2 separate regions of the Mus musculus genome follow, and region 2 is linked to region 1. A link is a contact called in public Hi-C data. All regions are on one chromosome and are shown on one strand. The core of a region is the stretch at or near the end of the contact, and the rest is flanking DNA. Distances in the headings are between cores, read along the strand shown. Region 1 holds the start of Trappc6b (trafficking protein particle complex 6B). Region 2 holds the start of Fkbp3 (FK506 binding protein 3).

Region 1 (2,927 bases), core at 182-2,681:
CTCATAAATAAAATAAGTAAACTGTTTTAAAAAGAAGTCAATAAAAGGTAGGAAGATTAAAATAATGGCTGAGATTTCATGATAAAAGATGAAGGAATATATTACTAGTTGTTTTGTGTTGGGGAGAGACTAAATGTTAAAGGCAGCTTTAGGCAACTACCAATGATAACACAGTGAAGATGCTGTAACGGGGAGTGGGGGAAGGGTTCTATTGTAGATGGGTGTAATTTGGAATAGAATTTAAGCAGGCTGAAGAGATGGCTCAGCAATTACAAGTACTGGCTGCTCTTCCTGAAGACCTGGGTTCAACTCCCAGTGCCCACAATGGCAGCTCACAACTCTCTGTACTTCCAGTTCCAGGGACTAACTATGAAGCCCTCCTCTGGCCTCTGTTGGCATTTGGCATGCAGGATGCACAGATAGACATGCTGGCAAAATACCCATATACAGAAAGCAGATGTAAAGCACTAGGCATGCTTACTGTTTTCCAGAAGAATCGCGAGAGACTAAGAACTCTCACACTCGATGTAACCTCCAAAAGGATGGGGTTACTTACTGTGGCACTCAACATTAACACCAAACTCCTAAAACCAGTTCTGACATAATGAACACTTAAGTATTTTTAAGTAATTAATTTAAGTGGTTTCATAATTACTGCTGAAAATCTCGCAAAGTTTCCTTGCTTTAACTCCACGGTTCATCAGGCTGTGGCCTTGGAGTTGTGTGCAGTGGTATCCTGAATCAAGAGATGAGAAAGGTATAGTCTCGCTGGGACAGTGGCTAGCTGGCCTCTAAAACTGTTGGAAAATTAAGCAGGAAAGTCACAATCAGCTCTGCAGTTAGACTCTAGGTAAATCTTATCAAGGTCAAGAATAAAGTCCTGTAGCACGCACTCAAAGGAACATACGGGCACGAACACACCACACAGAAGACAAAAAAGGAGATGGATGAGAGATCCCATCTCGGAGGAGGCAGCCGACAGACAGATTATATTCTGTGGGATGCCTCTAGGTGGACCAGCTCGGTCTAAGCTACCGGGCGTCTACGTCAGCAGGGCGGGAGAGGAATGGAGGCAAGTGTCACCGCAGGACCCCAGGGTGCGTGGCGGCACTCACCACTTCCCCCTGCTCGGCGGACTTGTACACTCCGGACACCATCTCGTTATGGAGAAGCAAAAACAACGCCTCGTCCGCCATTTCCCGCCGATCCCTCCAGCGCCGAGTCGGCTCCGATCAGTGCGGGACTCGAGGTTCCCGTTACCCCGCGCCCACCGCACGCCGTGCTCAGCGGCCTACCCGGGTCCTAAGGCCGCGGAAGGCCGCCGTGGACCGCGCCCCTCCCCGGGGCCGCCGCCACTGGGCCCTAGAGACCCTGTGACAGCCCCACACTCTGCCAAGACTATAGCGCTGGGCGTGGAGCCTGAGCCACTTCCGGGCTGGGCTGAGCAACTTCCGGCGTCCTGCTCTACGGTGGGTGGGCTGGTGATTAGCTGCTGCGGCCTGGTCCAGGCTCTCCCAGATGAGGCAGGGTCAGGGGCATAGGGCTAAAGGGTAAAGAACCAAGGGTCTGACTTGAAAGTCTGGCGTGGTGGTTCATATATATAATCCTAGCGTCCTGGGAGATGTAGCAGGAGGATTGCCTTAAGTTGGAGACCAGCATAAATTATAAAAAGAAGCCTCTGTCAAATATATATATTACACATAATATATTATATATGCAATACGTTATATGTTATATAATAGATGTTGTATATATTATATATAACATTATATATATATATATAACATATATATATATATTCTTTTTTTATTTTTTAATTTTTGGCCAGGTGGTTGGTAGTAGCACAAGCCTTTAGTCCCAGGCCTCAGGATGCAGAGGCAGGCAGATCTCTGAGTTCGAGGCCAGCCTAGCTCAATCTAACCTCAAACTTTGAGCTCCTTCAGCTTCTCATGTGCAGGAATTAAAGGCTCGCACCATCACACCGGCTTCTAAACCCTCTTCAGACTACAAATAGCAGATCAGAATACGGTGGATTAAACGAAGTTTACCAAAAAACAAAAACAAAAAAAGCCTAAAAAGCCATCTTGCCTTTGAGGATTCTTGGGAAATGGATTTAAGGGACAATTAGTAGTGGTATAAGAACATAAACCCACAAGACACACTTAAATAGGAAAATATAGTCATTATGAGGACCAGGTAAAAAGTGCTGGCAGAGGCAAGTGGATCTCTTAAGTTTGAGGCTAGCCTGGTGTACAGAGCTAGTTTCTTTTTTGTTTTTTTGTTTTTTTGTGTTTTGGTTTGGTTTGGTTTGGTTCAAGATGGGGTTTCTCTATATAGCCCTGGCTGTCCTGGAACTCACTCGGTAGACTAGGCTGGCTTCAAACTCAGAAATACCACCTGACTCTGCCTCCCAACTGCTGGGATTAAAGGCATGTGCCACCACCACCGGGCCAGAGCTAGTTTTGTTTTGTTTCTTTTCTTTTCTTTTCTTTTCTTGGTTTTTCGAGACAGGGTTTCTCTGTATAGCCCTGGCTGTCTGGAACTCACTCTGTAGACCAGGCTGGCCTCAAACTCAGAAATCTGCCTGCCTCTACTTCCCGAGTGCTGGGATTAGTTTCTTGACAGACAGAGGTACACAAAGAAACCCTGTCTCAATAAAGCAGGAAAAAAAAAAAGGCTGAAGATTTTTTTAAGAAGGTTTATAATAAATTATTATTATATATAAGTACACTGTAGCTGTCTTCAGACGTACCAGAAAATGGTGTCAGATCTCAATACAGATGGTTGTGAGCCACCATGTAGTTGCTGGGATTTTTTTTTTGTTTGTTTGTTTGTTTGTTTGTTTGTTTTTCATGACAGGGTTTCTCTGGAACTCACTCTGTAGACCAGGCTGGCCTCGAACTCAAAAATCCGCCTGCCTCTGCCTC
Region 2 (3,288 bases), core at 432-2,931, 6.0 Mb after region 1:
TTTAAAGACAGCTTAAGAAGTACAGTATTGAGGTATTAAATGCCCAACTCTACTGCTGAACATCATAATGGCTCAAGAGAATACCCATTAAAATGGCAAGTGGGTCTATCCGCAAAGGGGCCTTTTCCTTTCACTCTTGTATATTCACTCAAACAGTTCTACAGTGTACTACACGTTTCATAAATATGGCTGGACCATATCCTGACGCCTGGAGAAGTGTGAGAGTTCTTGGGTCTCCCAACAAGATCTTAAGTGAAAATACAATCTTCTCAAAAGAACCCAGAAACTTTTTAAACCGAAATGACAGGACTGTAAAAACACAGGCATGAGTATGTGAATGATCACTGGAAAATACCCATTTAAATGTCACTAAATGCATTTTCATATTTTGGAATCACACAGCACTCGCTATCTTGACATTTTTGAATCTGAAAATCTGTAGCAAAACTTAATTTAGGCTGCACCTTCTATTTTAAAATGGTAGATTGATGCACATCGTGTATGACCACTGAGGTGGGGCAGTGGTGGAGAGCGCCTTTAATCCCAGCACTTGGGAGGCAGAGGCAGGTGGATTTCTGAGTTCAAGGTCAGCCTGGTCTACAGATCGAGTTCCAGGACAGCCAGGGCTACACAGAGAAACCCTGTCTCAAAAAACAAAAACAAAGCAACCCCCCCCCCCCGGAAAAAAAAACCTCAAAATAATTTAACTGAGGTACAGAACATGACGTGATGGAGCAGGGCTGTTATTCCTAGCACTTGCTAGATGAAGGTAAGGTCAAGGGAGTTTGAGGCCTGTCTGGGCTATGAGATGTTGCCTCCAAAAAGATTAAGGAGTCGGGGGGGCTGGGGTGGGGGTGGGAATGAATGACCCTTCCTGAAGGGCAAAAACTCAAGTCTAACAAAATAACCCGTGACTACAAAATGGGTGGCTAAGATGCGGACAGGGCTGAAAGCTGCATTATACAACTAGAATTTTTCAAATCTGCGTGCTTATAATCACAGAAGCCCGCCGTATTAAAAATTCACATTTAATTCCCCTAAGGTTATTTTGTAAAAGATTTGTAACAAAAAAAGTTAAAACAGTAATATGTGGGTTTCTGAAAATCACGGATCATAGTTCGGTATTCAGTACATGGGTAAGACAAACTAGATGCACACGAGGCTCCCTCGCATCCTTACACCCCTCCCTCCCATTTCCCAGTGGCCAGCACTGTGCGCCCCGGCAGCATGCACTCCCGAGTCCTCGCCCCCGCCTCAGACGCCAGCATTTCAGGGTCCTTCTCCTCAGGTCCTCGGCCCTCACAGATCCTGTCTGGGATTTAAATCTACGGCCGCAGCTCCAGGGCCTGCCCTAGGAAATAAGGGCCGAACCCCGCGGAATCTGGGGCGGCCCAAGGGGCGGGAGAGTGGGAGCTCACGCGGGCCGCTCAGGCCTGGCCAGCACCGGCCACAGAGGGCGAGGGCGGGGGCACCGAGGAATCCGGTATGTAAGGCATCTCCGGGGGGGGTGAAGCTGCCCCGGGACGCCCCGGCCTGGCCGCCCAGATGCCTTTGGTACCGAATCTGAACCGTGATCCTGCAGAAACTTGATAATGTCCTTCTTGGGCAGCTGCTCGCTGCGCAGCTGCTCCACGGTCCATGCACGCTGCGGAACAGCCGCCGCCATCTTCCCCTGCTGCTGCCGCTGCACTGAGCCAGCCCGCCTCAATCCGGCGCGGTCCCGCCCTCAGGGCGTGGCCCGGGCTTACGCCACGCTCTAGGGGTGGGGCCTCCGCCTTTTGGAATCAGCCCACACTTTCTACGCAGCCCCGGCCCTGAAGGGTGGCCTGGGCATGCGTGGCGCGCGAGGAGGCGGGGCTTCTGCTTTGCTGAGCCTGGGGGTTTCTTCCGTCCACTCTCTGTCCCCACGGGTCCTGCGCGGGACTCCGGGGCCCGGCCGCCATGGTCCTAAACCGGATTGACTCGTGAGCTAGGGTGATGTCAACACTGGGCTGTGAGGGCCTTGTTGAGTAGAATGAAAATCTGTGCAGGTCTCTTGGCCAGCGGCATGCAGTGATGATGGCAAACCTTATTTTGATGCTTTCTGAGGCGTTCTTTGGGCAGCCATCACGCCCACTTGTTTATTATTTACGGCTTACGATGTCTTTAAAAGTACAGATTGTAAACGGTTTAAAGAAAATAACAGCATTCGGGTTTTCAATCTCATTTTAGGCTAGTTCTACTCTAATCTTATCTGGATTGGCCTAGTCCTTGCCCATCAAACAATTTCCACAAAACTAAATGCAAACCTCTCCCGACAGAGCTTTGCCTACAAATTTAGAAACTTGAATAAAACAATGTAATTACGCTGTACTTAAAATACCTCTTTACGATAGTGAGGGTGGTGTATGTACAGCAAGAGCTTCGCGTGTTTGTACTTTGTTTCAGTAACTGAGGAAATAGATGTTTACCGATTTTGTACTGGTACCCAAGACTAAAAGCAGAAAGCTGTCACTAACAGAACTGGGCAAGAACACTTACTGCTCTATAGCTGTAATCATTATGTGAGAGTTAAGATATGAAGTGTATGTCTGTAGCACTTAGGAGCCCGTATAGCCCCTTACAAGATGAGGCAGGACATTGGCCAACTCAAGGTCATTTTGGTCTGCATGCAGAGTTCCAGGCCAGAGTGGGCCTCAGAGCAAGAACCCGTGTGAAACAAAAACATACGGAGGAAAACAGAAAAAGAAATCCCACGACAAAAATGTATTTGTTTTAGTTTCTCAATGAATGCAGGGCCAGAGCACATTCTTTAGACAGACAAAACATTAAAACTGCCATTTGTATAACACAAAACTGCATTTTCTCAGCATAGATGGAGAAAAATATTATTTATCTCTACTTTTGCTTCAATCATGTTACGGTTACAAACGATGACTGAATGCTTGTCCTGGGGTCACGAAGTTATGTATCTTAACCCCGTATGTAGTATGTCGTTAGCAGTGACAGCTCATTTAAAGCACAGCAAAAACTACATTCTATTTACTTATGTTAATTTTGACCTGGAAACTCTGGACGTCAAGGATGACCTAGACCTGATTCTCCAGACTCCTCCTCAGGCCAGAGCCACCGCTCCAGGTTTGAGATTGCCTTCAAGCCCGCTCGAGGGATGGGAAGGGTAACAAAACGAAAACAAACAAAACACAGCAAAACTTGCAAAGATGCTAAATCCAGACACCCGCCCCCAGCCCGTCACACACTTCGCGCAATACGCATGCGCTTCTTCTGATTTCCGGAATGGCAACCAAT

Evidence for each region. Hi-C and Micro-C count contacts between places; a contact is called where the count stands out from the background.
Region 2: a contact with region 1 is called in a Hi-C map of regulatory T cells, with 5 times the contacts expected there. The contact joins the promoter of Fkbp3 here to the promoter of Trappc6b in region 1. A contact is called at or near these places in 6 of 39 promoter capture datasets (cranial neural crest, frontonasal cranial neural crest, hippocampal neurons and 3 more), 6 of 484 Hi-C or Micro-C datasets (CD4 T cells, LSK cells, cerebellum and 3 more), 1 of 115 datasets of contacts at active chromatin or transcription factors (astrocytes) and 1 of 9 other capture datasets (liver).

The regions. Positions count from the first base shown.
Region 1 is chr12:59,060,041-59,062,967 of GRCm38.p6, forward strand. It overlaps Trappc6b (trafficking protein particle complex 6B), which reads right to left and starts at 1,432. Exons shown (of 6, transcript NM_030057.3): 1 at 1,116-1,432. The coding sequence starts at 1,196.
Region 2 is chr12:65,072,257-65,075,544 of GRCm38.p6, forward strand. It overlaps Fkbp3 (FK506 binding protein 3), which reads right to left and starts at 1,682. Exons shown (of 7, transcript NM_013902.4): 1 at 1,559-1,682. The coding sequence starts at 1,666. It also overlaps a transcript of Fancm not described here.